Regions from separate parts of the Mus musculus genome. Here region 2 is linked to region 1. A link is a contact called in public HiChIP or PLAC-seq data. All regions are on one chromosome and are shown on one strand. Each heading gives the region's core, a stretch centred on a gene start, on an enhancer-like site or on the middle of the called end of the contact. The rest is flanking DNA. Distances are from core to core; before and after follow the strand shown. Region 1 has its middle 4.0 kb from the start of Gm32673. Region 2 has its middle 19 kb from the start of Cd9.

Evidence for each region. HiChIP or PLAC-seq counts read pairs in DNA pulled down with a chosen protein or histone mark.
Region 2: an H3K27ac HiChIP or PLAC-seq map of the HPC-7 cell line shows a contact between it and region 1, with 7 times the contacts expected there. The contact joins two enhancer-like sites. A contact is called at or near these places in 3 of 15 datasets of contacts at CTCF or cohesin (CD8 T cells, the NIH/3T3 cell line and embryonic stem cells), 43 of 484 Hi-C or Micro-C datasets (B cells, CD4 single positive thymocytes, CD8 T cells and 24 more), 27 of 115 datasets of contacts at active chromatin or transcription factors (CD4 T cells, CD8 T cells, DN3 thymocytes and 12 more) and 1 of 9 other capture datasets (embryonic stem cells).

Annotation. Positions count from the first base shown.
Region 1 is chr6:125,425,241-125,428,686 of GRCm38.p6, forward strand. No RefSeq gene overlaps it. Among named protein-coding and RNA genes, the nearest start is that of Gm32673, 4.0 kb to the right of the region's middle. Within about 2 kb of position 1,356, at least 357 of the 459 cell types and tissues checked have an H3K27ac peak or open chromatin away from gene starts, as enhancers often do. A contact at or near this core is called in the HPC-7 cell line, heart atrium and neural progenitor cells, where this site is marked.
Region 2 is chr6:125,511,839-125,515,725 of GRCm38.p6, forward strand. No RefSeq gene overlaps it. Among named protein-coding and RNA genes, the nearest start is that of Cd9, 19 kb to the left of the region's middle. Within about 2 kb of position 1,558, at least 54 of the 459 cell types and tissues checked have an H3K27ac peak or open chromatin away from gene starts, as enhancers often do. A contact at or near this core is called in the HPC-7 cell line, heart atrium and neural progenitor cells, where this site is marked.

The DNA.
Region 1 (3,446 bases), core at 106-2,605:
TGCAGGCAAGCTCAGTAATCCAGGCTCTTTGCTGTGTAGTTTATGCTGCTTTAGCATCTGCAATCCTGCCTCAGGCTACTCTGTGGTGGTGCGATCATAGGTTTCCCCGCTATGCCTACGACGGTTGTTTAGGACATCTGGGCTCCTTGCGTGTACAGGAGCTCAAACCGGTCATTGAATCTCAAGACAGTCACCCTCCTGGGCACTGAAAAGACAGTGTGTGGGAAACCAGAAACCACTCACCAGCCTCTCGCTTCCTAGGGGCCAGTGGGGTGGGTGGAGGGGGTGGGGCTAGGGAAGTGGGAGGTGCTTAGGTTTGTTATGGATGTCACTGCTACCCAAAGGGTGGGTTAGTGACTCATAGCTGCTGGAGCCTACAGGTGGGGTTGAGTGAGTCACTTTTATTCCTCAAGGGAGGGCCGAGGTGGGATGGAATGGAGGGGACCACGGAGTTGGAAAGAAATGAGGGATTTATATCTGAGAATTGGAGCTGTAAGACCTTGAGAAACGAACCTTCATTTCCTGTTAGCTGACCTGTCCGTGGGAAATGATCCCTACACTCCACATTATTGTGGAATTAAATGAAAGTGTTGCTTACACAACTGAGTGTGTACTGGGCATGGTGACTCACTCCTTTACCCAGCACTGTGATCTCTGTGAGTTCAAGGCCAGCCTGGTCTACAAAGCAAGTTCCATTTCAGCAGGGCTGTCACACAGAGAAACCCTGTCTCAAAAATAACAACAACAATAACATAAAAAAATCCACCATAAACCAAGAAACAAACTACAAATAGCGGTAGTGCCATCGCTTAAATCTTCATTTAGTTCCTGAAAACAGGCAGGGTAATAATATCTACTTCCTTTAGAGATTAAGGGCATTAAATAACGTATGCAAACTCTCTGCACAATGGTATTGGGTAAACGTTGTCCATTTTCATCAGCTGGGGGGGGGGGGTGTCACTGGTTTGTCAATGAATTCTCTGCTGTCTTAAGACCAAAAGGAGAAATGAGTCTGAGGGGTGACAATTAGGCTGCATTAGGTTGGGACCAGGCCAGCAATCCACTTGCGCCCGAATTGTGAGCCTACTAGGTGCTCACATGCTCATATTTGGTGTCACGCCTCCACAGAGGGCTCGAAAGAGATGAAAACCAACTGATAAGGAAGTGTTTGTGCTTGCCTCCTTCCTTTGAACCTCAAATTTATCTAAATAGAGATCTAACTTGGAACCAGGGTCCCAGGTTGCGCTTTCTGATGTGGCCTCCAGGGGGCGCATCCCCTTTGGGGCGCTCTGTGTGGCCGTGGAAGCTGCGGTGACTGTCGGAGGCAGGAGGATGAGTCAGCCTCCGAGGCTTCCGGCGTCCATTGGGTCCTGCTGCCCGCTCGGCCGCGCCCTGCCCGCGGGCTCCCGCCCGAGTCACCCTCTGGTATGGACCTGCAGCTCTGCAGGAGCTCAGGCCTTCCTTGCTGCCTGGGGGCAATATGGCCAGCCCTCTGGAGTGGTGGGCTTCCCGCGGGCGTGTGACCCCTCTCTCCACAGGGCCAGGGATTGCTTCCCTGCCCAAGTTCCAGGGCTTCAGGGCCCCGGGGCTGGCATGGGATGTGCTAGGACTGGGCAGCAGGAGGGACATCACGGAGGAAAATTTGCCACTATTCTCCACTTGGGGAGCCATGGAGCCTGGCCAGTTCCTCTGGATCCCCAAGAGTGTTCTCCCTCTGCTTAAAGTCAGAAAGAACAGACACCCCACCCCCACCCCCACCCCCCCACCCCCACCCCCGCGCTCCCATGCCCCTAGCCCTTTCCCTTGGCTTCTAGCTACAGATTTAGAACAGGGCTTGAGACTAGCTCAGCCAGTGTGGATGGTAAATTGGAAGATTTGGTTGATTCTGGGAGGGCCTCCCAATGAGTCACCATCCCTGGGAAGAGGTAACTCCCAGATGCCCAGGAGCTATCGGCCTCCCACTCAAGAGGAACTTGGAAGTAATGTCTAGCACAGAACACCTAACATTGTATATATATAGTAATGTCCATATTATTATATATGTATACTTTTAGATAGAAAGTTATAATTAAAATACATGAATCATATAGATCTCTGTGCATGTATACACATGTACTTTACAGGGCACCTCCTGTAAACTAGCTGTTGTCCCAGTGGCTCTACAGGAATTAATTATCTCAGACAGTTTTCACAGGACACTGGGGCATACGTACTATTATTGTTCCCATATGGTAGCTGAGGAAGTCTGAGCTCAGAGAGTAACTTTTGAGTGGGTGTGATGTCTGTCTGTAAACCAAGCAATTGGGTGGTAGAATCAGGAGGGCCAGTGTAACAGGCTCCAGACTGTAGCATAACTGACTCCATATTGGAAGAGCCATTCACTCAGCACGTAGACAGCATCACCTGCCAAAACCGTAAACAAAGACCTAATCCATCAAAGTCCATAGTCATGGGAACGTCTCTAAATGTGCTCACCCGGCTTTTGGGTGGCTGTAGTTCTGCTTCTGGCTAACTGTTCTTGCTAACTGAAGTGTGTCAACCCAGGACAAGTGTGTGTGTGTGTGTGTGTGTGTGTGTGTGTGTGTGTGTGTGTGTGCTTAAAAGCTCACCCCGACAGAGACTTGGGGCTACACTATGGGATCCTGAATGCCTGTGTAGCCATGTGCCAGCTAATGAAGATTCTATTGGCTTAAACCCATGCCCAGGCAGTCTTCTCTGGTGGATACCCCACAACATCAGGAGTTCAGGACTCTTCTCAGCTATGTGCTGAGCTGAAAGTCCACCCAGGATACATGAGACTTTGTTTGGAGGGGGGGAAGGGGGGAGGGGAAGGGGAGGAGGAGGAGGAGGAGATGAGGAGGGGTGGAGGAGGAGGAGGAGATGAGGAGGGGTGGAGGAGGAGGAGATGAGGAGGGGTGGAGGAGGAGGAGATGAGGAGGGGTGGAGGAGGAGGAGGAGATGAGGAGGGGTGGAGGAGGAGGAGATGAGGAGGGGTGGAGGAGGAGGAGATGAGGAGGGGTGGAGGAGGAGGAGGAGATGAGGAGGGGTGGAGGAGGAGGAGATGAGGAGGGGTGGAGGAGGAGGAGATGAAGAGGGGTGGAGGAGGAGGAGATGAGGAGGGGTGGAGGAGGAGGAGATGAGGAGGGGTGGAGGAGGAGATGAGGAGGGGTGGAGGAGGAGATGAGGAGGGGTGGAGGAGGAGGAGATGAGGAGGGGTGGAGGAGGAGGAGGAGATGAGGAGGGGTGGAGGAGGAGGAGGAGGAGATGAGGAGGGGTGGAGGAGGAGGAGGAGATGAGGAGGGGTGGAGGAGGAGGAGGAGATGAGAAGGGGTGGAGGAGGAGATGAGGGGTGGAGGAGGAGGAGATGAGGAGGGGTGGAGGAGGAGGAGGAGGAGATGAGGAGGGGTGGAGGAGGAGGAGGAGATGAGGAGGGGTGGAGGAGGAGG
Region 2 (3,887 bases), core at 308-2,807, 87 kb after region 1:
ACATACACACAACATGCCTTCTGTCTTGTCTATGTATGGCATGGAGTTAACCCAAGATAGCCAGTTTTCTGAGGCAAAGCGGTTCACCCAAAGATAACTGCAGTTTCCTTTTCAACTTAAAATTAAAGAGGAAAAGTCAAACAATGAACTTTGCCCCACTTTGGATAGAAAATGTTAAATCTAATCCTGGTAGAGAAAATGGTTCTGAAAGCCGAGAGCTATGTATTTCTTCACACTTAACCTTTCTCTAAGCCAACTCTGTTCTCTTTTTTTTAATGAGAGAGCGAGAACAAGAGAGTGAGCAGGTGCTTATACCATGGTGGACACGGAGACATCGGAGAACGGCCTCATAGGTCCTTTTATCTACCATACTTGAGACAGGGTCCTCTGTTGTCTGGTGACTTGTAAGCCAGGCTGGCTCTCCTGCAAACCTTCAGAGCATCACCTTCTCTATGTCCCGCTCACTGTAGGGGTTCTGGGATCAGAGATGCTTGCTACCATCCTTCAGGCGGGTTCTTGAGACCAGAACTCAGATCCTCACTCTTGGGCAGCAAAGCGCTTTCTTTGCCCAGGTATGGTTGGTTAGCTTGGATTTCACGGTCAGTCAGCAGACTGCTTCCTGGGGACTGGTCCTGGATTAAGCTTTCTCGAGGCAAGAGGCTTTCCATTCTCATTCGTCTGAGCCCAGGGCGTGAAGCATGCTAGGCAGGCCCTTCATTCTTCCTTGGGTCTCCATTTCTCAGGGTGATACCCAGCCTCCTTAGGGTCTGTGGTGTTATCATTTATTTGTTTGGTACACTGTCCCCCTTCCCCAACACACTCTGAACTCTATTTCCACAGTGAGTGCTATGGCCCCAGTTAGGATCTTTCTCTCCCAGTATCTGCATGGCTGGTTCCTTCCTTTCTGTGGTTTTCTGCTCAGCCCAGAGCTTCCAATGCATTTCCTTCTGATTTGATCCCACAACTGCCATCTACAGAGTAGATTTCATTTTTATTTTATTTTTCCTTTTACCTCCATCAAAACTTCCCAGGGCAAAGGCTGGACCTTTTCTCCAGGGCCTAGCTAGAAGCAGGCCAATACCACAGTGTTCATTTTTATTTGTGGAACATAGGAAATGGTATTTAGTGGGCAGAGGAAGCCTCCTGGTCCAGGCAGCTTATGCCCTGGTAGGTGGGTGGATTGGTACTTGGTGTCCCTTAGAGGACAGAGTGGCTGCCTGTTAGTCAGGCAGGTCATACTGAAGTCTCAGGGCTGGGACTCGGAGCTCACTTAGAGAATGCTCTGGGCCATCTGCCAGTAATTCCTCTCCTTCCCTTCCTGAGCAGTGAGTTAGCTGGGCTGGAAAAAAATGTCAGGAAATAACCCCTGCTAGAGGGGTCAGTTTGGAGGTAGTAGTGTTAATGGTCAACAACACAAAACATACTCATATAGCCTTCCTTATGTTGTCTACAAGTGAGGCTGTTAGGAAGTTGAGCTGTGTCCCCTGTATTCATAATTAGGGACCTAAGCCCGGCTCAGTTGGAAATCATGTTGGTGCAGATGCAGCCGGTTGTTAAGGCGAGGTCACACTGGAGTGGGTGGGGCTTTAGTCTCATGTGATTATTGTCCTATACAAACATTGAACTTGCCTAGAAAAGAGTGCCAGCCCGCCACAGAAGAACACGCACTGGACAATTCCAGTTAAGTGGGACCTAGAAGAGAGTCAAATGATAGGCAATAACAGTGGTTACTAGAGACTGGAGATTACATGGGAGAACAAGAAGCCAAGGTTTCATGCACAGATATGGAGTTTCAGGGTGGGACAGACTAAAAATTCTGGAGCCCGGTAGTGAACCTTAATGTTGCTTTGCTGTAGAGTTAAAAATGGTTAAAATGGTTTCTAAGAGTCAATTTAATTTTTCTTTTCTCTTTTAAGGTTGCAGTCCTTCATGGGGGGGGGGGTTGGGGCAGAGGGATGGGAGGGAGAGTACTAGTGGCAGAAGTGATGGACTGTTACATTGTATCTACACACCAGAAGCAGAGTGCTAGATGCTGCTGCTCAGACACCATCTCCCTTGTATTTTACTTTACTTTGTTATTGAGATGGTATCAAAATGTAGCCCTAGCTAGGCCTAAACGCAGGATCTTCTTGCCTGAGTTTCCACCACACCCTGAGTCTGCTATGTATGTTCGACAATGCTAATAAACCTACTAAAGTGGAAATAAGGAGGCAACAAAGATACGCGGAGATGGTTCACGAGTTTGGAGACTTTTCATCGACTGGACCACAGAGATTGCCAGCAAAGAAAGAATCAGCAGCTAGGAAAGAAGAGCCTGGCCCATCTCGCTCAGAGCCCACAGGAGGGTTCAATTCGGCCCACACCACTCTGCCCATACCTACCTGCCCACACTTTGATCTCTGACTTTGGCTCCAGAGTCTGGAGACAGTACAATTCTCTTTAAACAACCTAGTCTGTGGTGCTTTGTTACCATAGCCCCAGAAAGACACAATGCCTCTCTGTGGCTGGCTGGCACCCCTCTCCAGCCCCCTGGTTTCTGGAGAATCGAGGACAAGCTGGCTTCTAAGGGCTCTCCGAGGCTGTTCCACCCTTCCCGGTTCTTAGCCAGTCCTGCCTCCTTGCTTTCTCTCTTCCCTGCTGTCAGAGTGGAGATGACTTGAAAGCCAGGGATCTTCAAAGCTTGTTCAATGCCCTATCCTCGGGCCTGGGTGCTCCCCCAGCCCCACCTTGATATGAATTTGTAAAAATGCATATGTATAGGAGGGAGTGAGGAGTGAGGCACTTTCCTCTGATCTCTATCAGAGTTGCTTTGACAGAATGCTTGTTGCTTAGAATAAGCAGGGATAGTCATGGTGACAGCTAGGCAATACAGAGCCTGTGGCCTCTCTAGACTGAGGTGAAAACAGAAAGTCTGGCTGGGTCTGCCTTTGTAGGGCAGGAGCTACAAGAGACAGAGGTAAAGCCTTTCCCTTAGGGCCACTGAACACAAACATGGCCCTGGTTCTAGTAATAAAGGAAAAAGGCTTCCGTGTCATCTGAGGCAGAACCCGCAAGAGGATGGGGACAGGAAAGGCAGAATAGACACTAGGGTCAGTGATAGGCTCATTTCCAGACCCCGGGAGCTCACAGTCTGCACAGGGAGGCAAAGGCCTGAGAGCCTGAGAACAAGGCCTGGGCTGCTCTCCCGGGGCCTGCAGAGGCAGCTGTGGGAGCAGAGGAGATAGTCTGACAGCAGGGTTTGCAGAAGGCTGCATGGAGGAGGTGCCAGCTGAGAAAACCTTGGCAGAGGGAGGGAGGGGTGGAGAATGGGAGGCATACGGTGGAAGCAGAGAGTACCAGGGTGGTGGGTTGTGAAAGGGCCATGGGAAGATGACCAGTGAGGGTCCCTGTGCTTGGCTAATGAGGGAGGCACTGGTACAATTCCCTGTCCCAACTGTTGGGTTACCCTCCTAAGGGAGGTTTGAACAAACATCTGTTCACCTCAAATAGGGCACCAACAATGACCAAAGAAACCATTCCATGTTCATCTCTCAGGGCGGGGTGGAGGTGGGGGGACGGGGCAGGGGGCAGAGGGAAGAGACCAGTGAGTCTTCTGAGCTTGCGAATCACAAATTTCTGAGCTTCCTGATTTATATATATATATATATATATATATATTTAAGACCTGGGGTCCTAAGATTTGACTCCAGGAAGGAAGTGCAGAGGAAGTAGCCGTACAACACCAGACATCAGCTTGCACTCTCATCAGGGTTGATTCTAAACTTGTCTCTCCAAGGCTTGGCTGCCTGCCAGCTTTTGAGAGGTGACCGAGTCACGAGCACCCAACTTTCTAAGTGGATTGATGGCTGTACTTGTTGGTTTGGCGTGTCAACTGGACACACGCTAGA